Linked DNA regions of Triticum aestivum: region 2 is linked to region 1. Evidence: chromatin contacts called from public HiCAR-type data. All regions are on one chromosome and are shown on one strand. The core of a region is the stretch at or near the end of the contact, and the rest is flanking DNA. Distances in the headings are between cores, read along the strand shown.

The links. HiCAR-type assays count read pairs that join an accessible place to other places.
Region 2: a HiCAR-type map of leaf shows a contact between it and region 1, with 3 times the contacts expected there. The contact joins the promoter of LOC543152 here to the promoter of LOC123093336 in region 1. A contact is called at or near these places in 2 of 5 Hi-C or Micro-C datasets (both in leaf) and 1 of 1 datasets of contacts at active chromatin or transcription factors (leaf).

The regions. Positions count from the first base shown.
Region 1 is chr4B:574,454,728-574,461,113 of IWGSC CS RefSeq v2.1, forward strand. LOC123093336 reads left to right here and starts at 3,323. Exons shown (of 6, transcript XM_044515271.1): 1 at 3,323-4,410; 2 at 4,485-4,573; 3 at 4,720-4,816; 4 at 5,106-5,248; 5 at 6,006-6,101. The coding sequence starts at 4,257.
Region 2 is chr4B:574,595,404-574,602,222 of IWGSC CS RefSeq v2.1, forward strand. LOC543152 (nuclear transcription factor Y subunit A-7) reads left to right here and starts at 4,248. Exons shown (of 7, transcript XM_044515275.1): 1 at 4,248-4,475; 2 at 5,337-5,394; 3 at 5,516-5,641; 4 at 5,841-5,953; 5 at 6,047-6,115; 6 at 6,478-6,651; 7 at 6,797-6,819. The coding sequence starts at 5,370. It overlaps LOC123093339 (a long non-coding RNA gene), which reads right to left and starts at 3,604. Exons shown (of 5, transcript XR_006445285.1): 1 at 3,151-3,604; 2 at 2,744-3,049; 3 at 2,580-2,660; 4 at 2,395-2,473.

The sequences.
Region 1 (6,386 bases), core at 2,073-4,572:
ACCCCGCCGACGTGGAGGCAGACCTGTGGCAGTTTCTTACAAAGCAGGAACTCAAAAGTGATATTCTATTTCCTTACCATTTTGAGTGAGTGTTTCTGTCTTGAGCACATTCTCTTTTGTTTACTCCATGCATGGTATGTGGCCGGCTAATCGATGAGTTATGCATGACGTACTGTGCATGTATCGTGTCCGCAGGTTCCACTGGATTCTGCTAGTAATTAAAGTTAACACCTCAGAATGTCTCGTCCACGACTCTGTGAATATGGATCCAAAGCTTTGGGGCGGCATGAGAAGAATGCTGCAGAAGTAATTATTTTCATTCATTTGCGCTCTATATCGATCGGCCTATTTCGTTCATTTCCTAATATCAAGTAACTAATTAATAACTCTCTTGTTCATTTAATTTTCTTTGCCTCGTAGGGTTTGGAGACGGTTCGTAGATACAAAGGTCGGTGAATTCAAAAAAGAGCTAGAATTCAAAATGTTAAAGGCTAAGAATGCTGGGGATATTCAGCCACCGGAGACCAATCTATGTGGATACTATGTCTGTGAGATGATCCGGAGATACACCTCTGAGCGGGTTCCGAGTGATACCAATGCTCAGAGGAATAACCTCCGGTGGATGCTTAGTCCAGAAGCTCGCTTCCGACCACTTCAAGAGGAACTAGCTGGATGGTTCAGCAGGGAAGTCCTCCATCCTAAAGGAGAACACTATTACGAGGACGTAGAACTTTATATGCATTAAATCATGTATGGAAACTTGTTCAAAATTGTATATGGTCATCCGATGATATTGAATATATATTGTATATTCCTCTTGAATTCTTTTTGGTTCTAATTTCAAATTTATTTGAAATTGTACATTCATATGCATGTATGTAGTACCGTAGAATATATGAAACTCCTTCAAAATTAAAATAAAGCACAAAAGAAATAAAACAATACAAATTAAACAGAAAACAGGTTTAAGGGGGGGGGGCTAAAACCCTAAACCTGCGGCGGCCTTTAGTCGCGGTTGGCCAGAAGAACCGCGACTAAAGGTCCTCCGCCCCGACGGCCACCTGGCGCCCACGTGGACGGGCCTTTAGTCGCGGTTCTTAAGCAACCGCGACTAAAGGGGGGGGGGCCTTTAGTCGCGCCCGGTCTGTCGCGGTTGCGCAACCGCGACTAATGGCAGTTGCGAACCGCGACCAAAGGCCCTTTTTCCACCAGTGGACACGCTACTTGGGTTAGACCACTAGAGGCAGGCAGGAAGTAGTAATGTTAACATAAGATCACTACGAGCAATGAAACTTTGAACTTTGTAACCGGCAGACAATATTTGTGAACTATTGCTTCAGCCAAAATCTTTACTATTGTCTAATGATTATTAAACCATCCAGCATGTGTCAATAGCAGGTTTTCGCCCTATGGCTAGAGTTTTGATGTTGAGCTCTTGGCAGCAGGTTTCCTGCTGCTGTTTCAACTCATTGTCCCCTTTCTCTCCATCTCTTATTGCTTGTTAGCATATCTTTAGTTTGTGTAATGAACCGAAACTTTGGACATAAATGTATTTTCGTTAAGCAATTAATGGTGGGTTGAAAATAAATATCAGCATGTGTGAACTATTGCTTGAGCGAAGATTTGTAGGTGGTAGAAAGTTTCGACTCCAGTTTTCTACTCCAAGCCCACCTCACAATTTTTAATTTCAAATAGGCTTAATAGTGTACTTTAATTTATAAAAAAAACTCATTTTTATTATTTATATGTTTTGGGCCAAGACAGGTCATACTCGGGCTTGATATTTAAAGACTGGGCTGTTTAAAGTCTGGCCCAAAATTCCCGGCCCAGGGTCAAAGTTTCACGCTATGGTATATCATTTGATCTTACTCCTTTGTCTCCAAAAAAACTGATCTTACTCCTTTCACCACAAAAAGAAATTGATCTCACTCCTTCGTGACGGCATCTGGTGGATAAATGTGGATTGCTAATCATTCCATCACCCTTCAAAAAAAATTTACTAATCATTCTATTAGCATCTGGTGGTATCCTGACAAGGTCTTCATAAAAAAAAACAAGGTCTTCGCCCCAACATCTTGAGAGCCTAGCAAGAGAGTGTGGAGAGATAAAATAAAAATAGGATAGCCACAACCGGCAGGCAAAACACAAGGTAGAAAACTAAACACTTATCCTATTACATCCGCCATGGCTTGGGGCGTAGAGACATAATCCTTTGTATACTGTTCATTTCTACAGCTACTATTCCCCACTGTAGCTAGTGTAGAGATTTAATTGCACAGAAGTACCATAATTTGGGCATTGGAAGCAGATTGGTACCAAGTTCGGTAATTTTTATGTGTCAGTATCAACTTTGGGGCGCGGCGTTGCAGAACGGACTAAACGTGTACTTACGGAGAAACTGACAGCGGGCCCGCCTGTCAGGGGCTGACATGGCATCTTCTTTTACAGAAAAACCTCTCGCCTTATATTTAATCGCACAAAGGGCCTCGTTTGCGGAAAAAACTTTAAACCAGTAAAGGTAAATTACCCGCGCCCGCGAGGATTTGAACACGCGACCGACCACCCGAGGGAAAATAGCGGCGACCACTACGCTACGCCACCCTCGGCTTATATTTAATCACACAAAGGGCCTCGTTTGCGAAAAAAACTCAAAACCAATAAAGGTAAATCTTACCTGCGCCCGAGAGGATTTGAACACGCGACCGACCACCCGAGGGAAAATAGCGGCGACCACTACGCTACGCTACGCCACGCCACTCCGTTCGATAAAGTGGTACTTGAATGTTTAATACTATACATAGGAAACCACTTTCGTTGCTGGACAACTGTTTCGTTTTTTAATGCGTTTTTTTTGTTTTGTATTTCTTTTATTATTTAAGACACGTCCTGGACTTCTTCCAGTTTTCATTTTTTAAAACTTTTGTGCATCTCTTTTATATATAGGTTTTGTAATAAATGGTGTACATTATTTCAATACTTTTGACATTCTTAAAATTTACACCAAATTTTGTTCTATGCCGCATTTTTTCAGATATTGTATATTAAAAAAAATGCAATTATATAACAAAATTGTTCATCGTATATTATACAATAGTATTCAGTGTGTATTTATACAATAATATTCAGTGTGTGTTTTCAAAAAATATCGCATAATATAAAAATTACTATATATATATCTTTACCTACTAATAAACCACGTAGTGTTTCTGGTCGTACGTCGTCGCCATTTTTATAAAAAAGTCCCTTTGCTTTTCGAAAATAGAACTCGCAGTCCTTTCTTTAGTGAATCTGGAAAAACGCTTCGGTTTTACAAAAAAGACCCTACGTTTGTTTGATATTCAGTCCGCGGTCCCTGATTCATCTTATCCAAAACTCCTCCCTTTCCAGCGACGGCAGCGATGGCGGAGCATGAGCAGGTGAGGGCGGCGCCTTCGTCGGACGGCAAGCCGCGACGGAGGAGAAGGCGGACGCCATGGGTGCGGCTACAGACGAGGCGGAGGAGAAGGCGGACGCCGTGGGCTTGCTGCACGGCTATAGCCGAGGCGGAGGAGAAGGCGGACGCCGTGGGCGTTCATGGAGGATGGTACGCCGGCCGCGTCAAGTCCCCTGCCCCCGGCCGCCGGCGCCTGTTCTCGGCCTCCATCGCCCGGAGGCGTGCCCCTGCTGTCGGCCTTCGCGTCTGCTTCGTCTGCATCACGCCAGCGCCGCCCTCGTCGTCGCGGCGTTCTTCTGCTTCCGGCGTCGCCCCGTCGCCCATGCGCCGAGTTCTGCTGCGGCCTCTGTTCTTCCGCAACGAGTAGCAGCAGGTCGTCTGCGGTTGCGGCAGCGGTGTAGGCGAGCGAGGCAGAGGAGCAGTCAACACCGGCGTCAAGGGCAAGGTAGGCCGGGCGCAGTGTCCTCCGGCGTGTGGTGGCGCATTTGTACGACGCAGGAGGCTGGGCGCGTCGATTCGGGTGAGGGGAGTGGGGTCCAGATCTGGTCGAGGACGGGGCAACCGGCGGCGGCGGCGTGGCTGACGCTGGACGGAGAGAGAGGCAGAGCAAGGCACGCCGAATCGCTGGATGGCGCACCTCCCCTAGCCTCCTTCCTCTCCCGGTCGTTGGGGAAGCAGGACGGCCACCTCTGCTGGACGCCCTTCCCTGGTCGACGACGAGCGATGCGGGCTGACACGGTGGCGCCCTTCCGTTGTGGAGTACCGTACTAGGACGACGGCGGTTAAGGTCAACGCCCTGCTCGACGCCCCCATCTGCTGCTCGATGCGCCCATCCCCTCGCTGGTTGAGCTCAACGCCACCTTGCTCTGCCTCCGGCAGTCATTTCATCCAATCTGGCTGGTCCGCTCCCCACCTGGGCGGCTCCTTCAGTCCGGCAGCACACCACGCTCAAGCCTCCACCACCCCAACTCCTCAAGGTATAAGATTTGCTTTTTGTTTATACAGAGGATGCAAGATTCTACTGTTGCCGTGTAATAAGTAGCACTTGCAGTTACAGTAGACAAGGAGCTCCGCTGTACCTCTCATCTCTTTCCCTATCCTGGTGGTCACGGGCTGATGTTGCTGCTCCTCTCCTTCAGGATCTATCTCTTTCTCTTTGTCTCTCACCCTCTCATGGATTGACAACTGCATTCTTCCCAAATTAATGTGTGCCTCTGTTCTTGATATTACGCCCACACCATGTTTGATGTTATGCTTATGAGGAGTTGAACTTCATTTTTTTTCAGGCTTTTCTTTGGTGTATCAGGCATTCAGGCTGGTGTAATTTGTTTTCAGAAGTGAACATGTTGTACAGTCCAATGTATCTACAAAAATTAAGTTATGGTGAGTTGTTCATCATGTTGCTTGCATATTTTTTTTCTAACAAGCTGGATACTTCAGTTTTGAATATAAACATTGAGTAGGTGCTCAAATATTTTGCTAATGATAGTTTCCAACTTGCTTTTTAGCAGAACTACAGAACTATTAGCAGCTTTTAATTATGTGTACTTAAAATGGATTTGGTGTCCAGGACATGTGGAGTTGAGATCAGGTTGAATTATGTGCTGATGTTCTTCGATAGTATAATTGTTCTTCTCCTTTAACATGATGCACCATTGACTTATTTTTTTAGATGCTCAAATACGCAGAGTAATGACATCCTGTATGCGCTTGGACACCCAGCAGATTGAAAATATAGAAGCAAAGATATCCAATACGAGGCCACGATGCCCGACAGAGATGCAGCCAATACGCGCCCAATCTTTATTTCTTGATGTTGGAACAACAAATAAGAGCATGTTCATGTTTATTTATTATGGTTTTTTTTCGAGAAATTTTGGGGATTTACAAGCTGAAATTATTGACTGTCTGAAAAAATGTTTTAACCAAAACTCTTTGAACAATGTGCCCTGGTTCTGCATTCATGGAACTGTAAAAAAAATTGAACAAGTTCAGTCGGAGTTTTGTTCCTGTTAATATTCCATTCTTAGTGTCAGTTTCTTTCCACTTGCTCATCTTTTAATGTTGAACTATACATGTACTTATTATTAAAGTTTTGTTGTTCCTAAACTAATTAGATTTTTTAAGCACTACTGAACTAATTGGATGCCATCTTAAATTACCTTCCCTTTGACATTATTGTACAGATTCCTGAAACACTGTCCAGAATTCCACTGCTACAGAATTGAAATTCGATAGCACATGGTAAACCAGCTTTGATTCAGCAGGGTTATCAGCTTAGATTCGACTATTTTTAGTTCCTACAAGAGCAAATGATACACTTATGTCAGTAGTTTTTAGATATATTCACTGGCTTCAGATTCTGCTGATGGATTTTTATGCTCTGTTCTGCTTCTAGAGCTTGTGAATGATGTTCATTGTTGTTTGAAAGATGCACTTTTTTTATGCCTATATGTAAACGATGCAATTACTGGCTGAGAGATACACTTATTGGTGCTGTTCTGAAATGATGTTCATTACTGTTCTACAGATGCAGTAGACTGATGTTTATTGTTGTTTTCTTATTGTACAGAACGAGGACGGATCCAAGGTTGAGTACTGGGTGTGGAACCCCTTCAGATCCAAGTTGGCTGCTGTTGTACTCTGTGGTGTGGACAACATCTGGATTGTAAGTCTTTTTTGATGATTCCTTCCGGCGCCCTGTCATACTCATTGCTCTTCAGTTAACGAAATGAATGCACATCGGCAACACAGGCAATAGCAGAATGGGGTATAATGAATGTTTTGTTTGAGTCTGACTGTCAAACGCTGGTTCGTGTTTCTAGATTTTCTAGCTAAGGGCTGGTTTTGTTTAGCTGGAACACAAATCACGATCAGATGTACCTATTATGACGATTTCGGGTCCGTGCTAACTATTTCTAATTTTGAAATTATTCCTCAGAACACATGATTA
Region 2 (6,819 bases), core at 2,998-5,497, 140 kb after region 1:
ATTGATGAGGATGATCTGATAACCAATATTTTTTGGGCTGACTCCAAAATGATCTCAGACTATGCATTATTTGGTGATGTTATATGCTTTGACACCACATATAGGAAACTAGATGATGGACGTCCCTTTGGTTTGATTGTTGGGGTTAATAATCACAAGAAAACTGTTGTCTTTGGTGCCACACTTCTGTATGATGAAACTGCTGAAAGTTTTGGTTGGCTTTTTAGAACATTCCTAACAGCTATGTCTGGGAAATATCAAGGACAATTCTGACCGATGAAGATGCAGCAATGGCCAAGGCAATCAGTATAGTACTACCTCAATCTCATCATAGACTTTGTGTGTGGCATATGAATCAAAATGCTTGCAAGCACCTAGGAGGAGTTGTTGAAGAATACAAGAAGTTCAATGCTGATTTTCAGCATTGTATATATGATATTGAGGAAGAAGACGATTTTATAGATGAGTGGAATAGAATGATAGACAAGTATGGACTACGTGACAATACATGGCTGCAAAGGTTGTTTGAGAAAAGGGAGCAGTGGGCTCTAGTGTATGGCAGAAATACGTATATTGAGAAGATGGACAATTGATGCCAAAGTGCTCGATATAACAAGCAATCGCAATCTGCATGATGATCTAAAAGCAAGAATGTGTAGCTTCTATAAGGACTTATGCAGAATGTTTATCCACATAGCTGCTCGCGCCGCAGAGTCAGATGAAACTTATGATATGGCAGCTAAATGCGCAGAGCAGCTAGCACGAGATGTGGAAAAACAGTTGAAAATTAGAACTGATCCAGATCCAAGTCCGAATTTGGGTAACTCCTCAGTTTCACAAGGTATATGCATACAAGTTATATACTATGCTACTAGTTGCATACAGTATTTTCAAACTAAGACTTACATTTAACTTTATGGTTGCAGGTACGAACATTGACTCTAGTAGAGTTTCAAAACATAACGAGGGGCTTGAAAGGCCAAAAGGTATGAAGGTCAAGGAGAAGACTGCATGAGGATCAGCAAGGCCTATTGGTGGCTTGGAGAAAGCAAAAACAAAGAAGAAAAAGAAGATAGATGATTCTTTCCAACTACAACCTGAAATGCCTTTCACAAATCAAATGTTTGTGTATAACCCAATGTTAATGGTATAAGAAGTCTACCCATTTAACTTTCTCTCATTTTTAAAATTCAATGACGCTAAGCTTTGCTATTAATCTCTTAGGGTCATTTGGGAGAAAATATTGAAATGCCTTTCACAAATCAGGTGTCTACACATAACCCAATGTTAATGGTATAAAAAGTCTACACATATAACTTTCTCTCATTTTCAAACTACAATGACGCTAAGCTTTGCTATTAATCTTCTTAGGGTCATTTGGGAGAAAGTATTATACCAGGATCAGCAAGATCCGTTGGTGGCTCGGAGAAAGAAAAAATGAAGAAGAAAAAGAAGACAGCCAATTCTTTACAACTACGACCTGAAATGCCTTCCGCAAACCAAATGCTTGTGTATCTACCACAGTACAACCAAACCCAAATGGTAAAAGAAGTCTTCTTTTTAACTTTTTTTCATTTTCAATCCTCTGCGACCTAAGCTTTGCTATTTACTTGCATAAGGTCATATGGGAGCTCCGGCCAATCTTGTACACCCCTATTTAGCACATTACAACTCAAGTCTGCGACAATCCATTGGTACCTCTACCTCTACGATGATGTCAGGACAAAATCTATCATTCTCCCAACAACAGACTCCTACAAGTGGTACCTCTACCCCTATGATGATGCCAGGACATAATATATCACTCTTGCAACAACAGACTCCTATGAGTGGTACCTCTACCCCTGTGGTGATGCCAGGACAAAACCTATCATTCCTCCAACAACAGACTCCTACGAGTGGTACTTCTACCCCTGTGATGATGCCAGGACAAAACTTATCATTCCTCCAACAACAGACTCCTACGAGTGGTACTTCTACCCCTGTGATGATGCCAGGACAGAATCTACTATTCTTCCATCAACAGAAGCCAGCTTAATCGATGTTACAGATTTTTATCTCATGTATTTGCTTGCAATTCTATTAGAACCTATGAGTATACGACCATGCTTGCAATTCTTACTTGTTCATGTGACTGTCGATGGAATGCAACAATTTTTTTCTACCTTTCATGCACTGTAAATATTGTCAACTCGTTCACTGGTGTACTCCATCTAAAGACATGTCGCAAAACAACGATAACACTCAACTTCTGTGAAATCGATAACAGTATTGTGATTTCTAGTATGTCTACTGCTAAACAAGCAATATGAACTATGTTGTTGTAAGAATACTTTGCATCAGGTACAAACTGTAGTACGACCAACATCCAACGGCATAGATTTTATATCTAACCTCACAAGCAGAACTGTAGTTAATCACTGACAACGCCGGCGTTGACATTGTTGACCCACGTCTTCTGGCCTCATGCTGTCTGTAAATATCACCAACATCAGCTAATTAAAATTCAGTTCATTCAACCAGTAGAGAACATGATCAACATTTTGTGCTAGACAATCACATCATAGAGGGTCACTCACCGAGCATGGCGACCTCGGCGGGCGTGAGCAGAGTTCTCACCAATACTTAATGAAAGAGATGCTTATAGTACTAGCATACGCCTGCTCAAATAGTATCATACAAATGAATGAGTTGCAGTTGATACATATCCAGACTCAAACGTGAGGCTAGCATTAGTACAGACCAAACAGTTTCATTAGTACGTCTCACAAAACTACGGTCAGCTCAAGGCCTGTGAGATCTGTCGTCTTCCAGCTGTAGAATAGTCGACCGCCTCAATTTAGTGATCAGTAGCACAGCGTCCGCGTCCGCCTCTGTTGCTGCTTAGCTTCTACTGCTGCTATACTAGCAGGGAACACGCGCAAAGGCGCTGCCAGAAAGCCAAGTCGCAGCCGGCGACAGCCGCCACGGTCGCCACGGTCTAGGCGTCGGCGGCCGCCGCGACCGTTACCTCGTCGGTGATGGACACACAGCGCCGCCTCAATTTGGTCTGAGAACAAATCCAATCAGCAGACAACAAATTAGAAGAAGGAAGAAACAAACTGGATCGAACAGGGAAGGGTCAATGTCAGCAAGCAGGAGGAGCAAAACCAGGAGGGGGAGGTGGTCTTGAGATTGGAGAGGGCCGGCATCTGCGACGGGGGTGGCGCCACACCTGCTCGAGGCCATGGCCTAGGTCCGATCTGATTCAATCTTGAGCTTGTGCAATAGCTGCCTGCTTGGCTGCGGTGGCAAAGTCAGCGGCGGGGAGGGACTGGGAAGTGCGGCGACGGGAGCGGAGGGCGGTCGCTGGATTCACTCGATGCCTTCGCTCCCCGCGGACCACGGTCGGCTGTCGGAAGTGAGAGCGAAAGGGGAAGAAAGGGGACGAAGGGGAATACATACGGGGGGAGGGGACGGAATACGGGAGATCCGCGAATTGTTTCCTCAAAAAAAATAGACGACGGGGAAGAAAAATTGGCCCAGCCGTTCGATGCGATTTTAACGTTTCGGGAGCACCGATGGAAGCACGGGACGGGAGCTGCCCCGTCCGCCGCCATGGCCGCGACGTTCGTCCCCCAGCTAGCCCCGCTGCTACAAAAAACTGAAAGCGACATCCAGGGGCGGATGGCGACAAGAACGGCTGCCGCTTCTTCAGCGCAGCGCGGGCCTCCCCTACTACGTGGTGATGACACTGAAAGCGTAGCAGCGATCTTGAAAAAAAGAAACATGACGCCGATAGCGTGGCAACCATAATCTACTCCCGGCCAGCAATAGCAAGCGAGAAAACATCAAACATCTCGGGCCGGGAGGAGACTAGCATAAATAAAATACGTCGACGTGCCCACTCGAGCCGGGCCATTTCCAACTGCATTTTTATATGCCCTCCCAGACTAGTCTCCGGATCCACCTCCCAAGCAAGCCATTGCTGTCATGTCACTTCAGTTGATCTTTCGCCGGGCGGTGAAACCGCGATCGATCCGGGACACGTAAGCAGCCGGGGTTGCTAAACCGACACGGTAAGTGATGCGCGTGGCGTGCCTTGCTACTCCGGTGAACTGGAAGGTCTGGTCGACCCCGGGGTTAACGAGTCACCGATGCAATCGCGTCAGTGATTTCGAACCCTACTACTCCGGAGCTGTGGGTTATGTTGCGAGATTTTTTTGCATCTCGTTTTCTGTCTCACTGTTCTATCTTCTGGGCTGTGGGTTATTTTATTCAGCGGTCTGGTAGGTGAGTGGACAGTTGGAGGGGGAGATAAAGCCAACAGAGAAATACTCCAACCAAGCCAAAGCCAAAGCCAAGCAGAGAGAGAAACGGAAACAGAGGGGGAGAAGACTTGCAGAGGAGAGGAGCAAGTTGCGGAGGAGGCAGCGGCAAGGGAGGAGGGGTCGCCGGAAGGGGGACATGCTCCCTCCACATCTCACATCTCGCAGGTCTCCTCCTCCTCCTCCTCCGCTGCCTCTCACTCGCTTCCCCTGCTTCTCCTCCGGGGCGCGGGCGGGCGCGCCGGCTCTGTGCCTGCCCCTGCCCGAGCTCGGCCTCCTGCCATTGCTGACCGGTTCCCTGGGCCGTCTGCCCGGTTTCCTGCTGGATCCGACTGGGTTCTTGCTGTTTCAATTGTTTTTCGGCCGATTTGCCGCTCAGATTCGTGGGTGCATTCTGCTGCGGTTCAACTGTGTTTTCGTGTGTGTGTCTACAGCCTTTTGTTATAGTTTAAGTTAAGAAAGATTAGTAGTAGTACTAGCAATACTATTACCTGGGGGTAAACTGAAATCTTGTTGCTTGGAGGATTTAGATGGAGTGTTGACTGTGAATTTGTTGTGATTTGCAGCTATTTCTTCAAAGTAGCTGTTGTTGTCTGAATTTTTTTAACAGCTGTAAGTGGGGAGAAGAGAACCCCTGAGCTTATAAATGAGCGATTCGGATTTGTCTAGCGGGGGACTAGCAAATCATCTACTCAGAGTTTGTATACTCAGTTATTAGTACACCTTGCCTTAAGGATCAGAATTTCTGATTCAGGGACCAGGTTGATGCACAGTGCTGGTGTGATTTTTTCTTTTTACATGTGCGAGCATATAATTCAGTGAGTACAGCATTTGACATGTGCATCATGTCAAATTCGACCGAATCTAATTTTTTAAAGTGCACGCGGCCAGTTTCAGTGATCCTTTTTTTTGAGTTGCGAGGAGCAATTCTACTAGTATATCTTCATGTTTCAGCGTTTAATGTATTATTTGGACAGTATCACTTTAATCTGTTGTTGTTACTGACCTGCTGCTTACTTACATGGACAGCTTGAACTGAGAGCAAGAGTAGAAACCCATAAGATGAGACGCAAGCAAAATATGCATGGTATTCTTCACTTCTAATGTTTCAGTTCCACTATCCTATCCTACTTGACTGGCTATGTGCTGTATATACTGATTTCCTGCTGCTATTAGAGTTATAACATCTTTTTGTATTCCTCTGGCAGAAAATGGCACAATCATGATTCAGTTTGGTCAGCAAGTGCCTAACTGCGAGTCCTCAGCTAGCGATTCTCCTCAAGAAGTGTCCGGGATGAGTGAAGGAAGCTTTAATGAGCAGAATGATCAATCTGGTTCGCCCTAGACCTGCCAACTATTTCTTTTCTGAATTACTATTCCATAATCTTGTAATATCATCTCTCCTGGAAATACAGAATGGAGTAGTCTCCAAAAATAGTAATGGAAAGAACGATATTGATGATTGAGGACCTTGATGTGCACTTACATATCAAAGTTAGATGACATTTGTTTCCTCCTTGTATTTAATACTAGGTAATCGCGATGGCTACACCAAGAGTGATGAAGGCAAGATGATGTCGGCTTTGTCTCTGGGCAATTCAGAAACAGCATACACACCCCCAAAACCTGACCGCACTCATCCCTTCGTAAGTCTCTATTATGATGCTTAAAAATTTCTGAATTCGAAGTGTTTGTTGAATGGCGAGCATGTGAATTGTGCAAGATGTTTGCTTTTTCAGGCCATATCATACCCATATGCTGATCCTTACTATGGTGGTGCAGTGGCAGCCTATGGCACACATGCTATTGTGAGTGATATTTCTGTCATCCCTGTTCCCTCACTAATTTCTGGCCTTATTTTTTTTCTGTGCTTGACGGTCTTGCTTATACCTTTGGCAACTGTTTGGATTTTTGTGTGCAAGCATGTGCTTTAGGTATAACTGGAATGACTGTTGAGACAAGGCAACTAAACATGATTGTGTTTAATCACACCAATTTCACTTAAAAGTCAAATTTTCAATGTTGAGCAGCATACTGGTGGTGGCAACTTATTTTTATTTCAGAATCTCCATCCCCACCGCAGATTGGTTCTATTCTTTTTGTTAGGTTTAATATGGTGCCTTTCGATGTTACTAACTCATCTTTATCTGGTGCAAAACAATTTGAATAGATGCACCCCCAGATGGTGGGTATGGTACCATCCTCTCGAGTGCCACTGCCAATTGAACCGGCTGCCGCCGAAGAGCCCATTTATGTGAACGCGAAGCAATACCATGCCATTCTCCGAAGGAGACAGCTCCGCGCAAAATTAGAGGCTGAAAATAAGCTGGTCAAAAGCCGTAAGGTATCATTTTTATGCATGATTTCATTTTAAAAACACAAGTACTATCGTTGGCCCCATCGGCATCTTTTGGTTTATTTTCCCTGTAGTAGAAATGAATTTAGTCCACATGCACTCTACATAACATAATATTCATGCCTCTGTTCAGCCGTACCTCCACGAGTCCCGGCA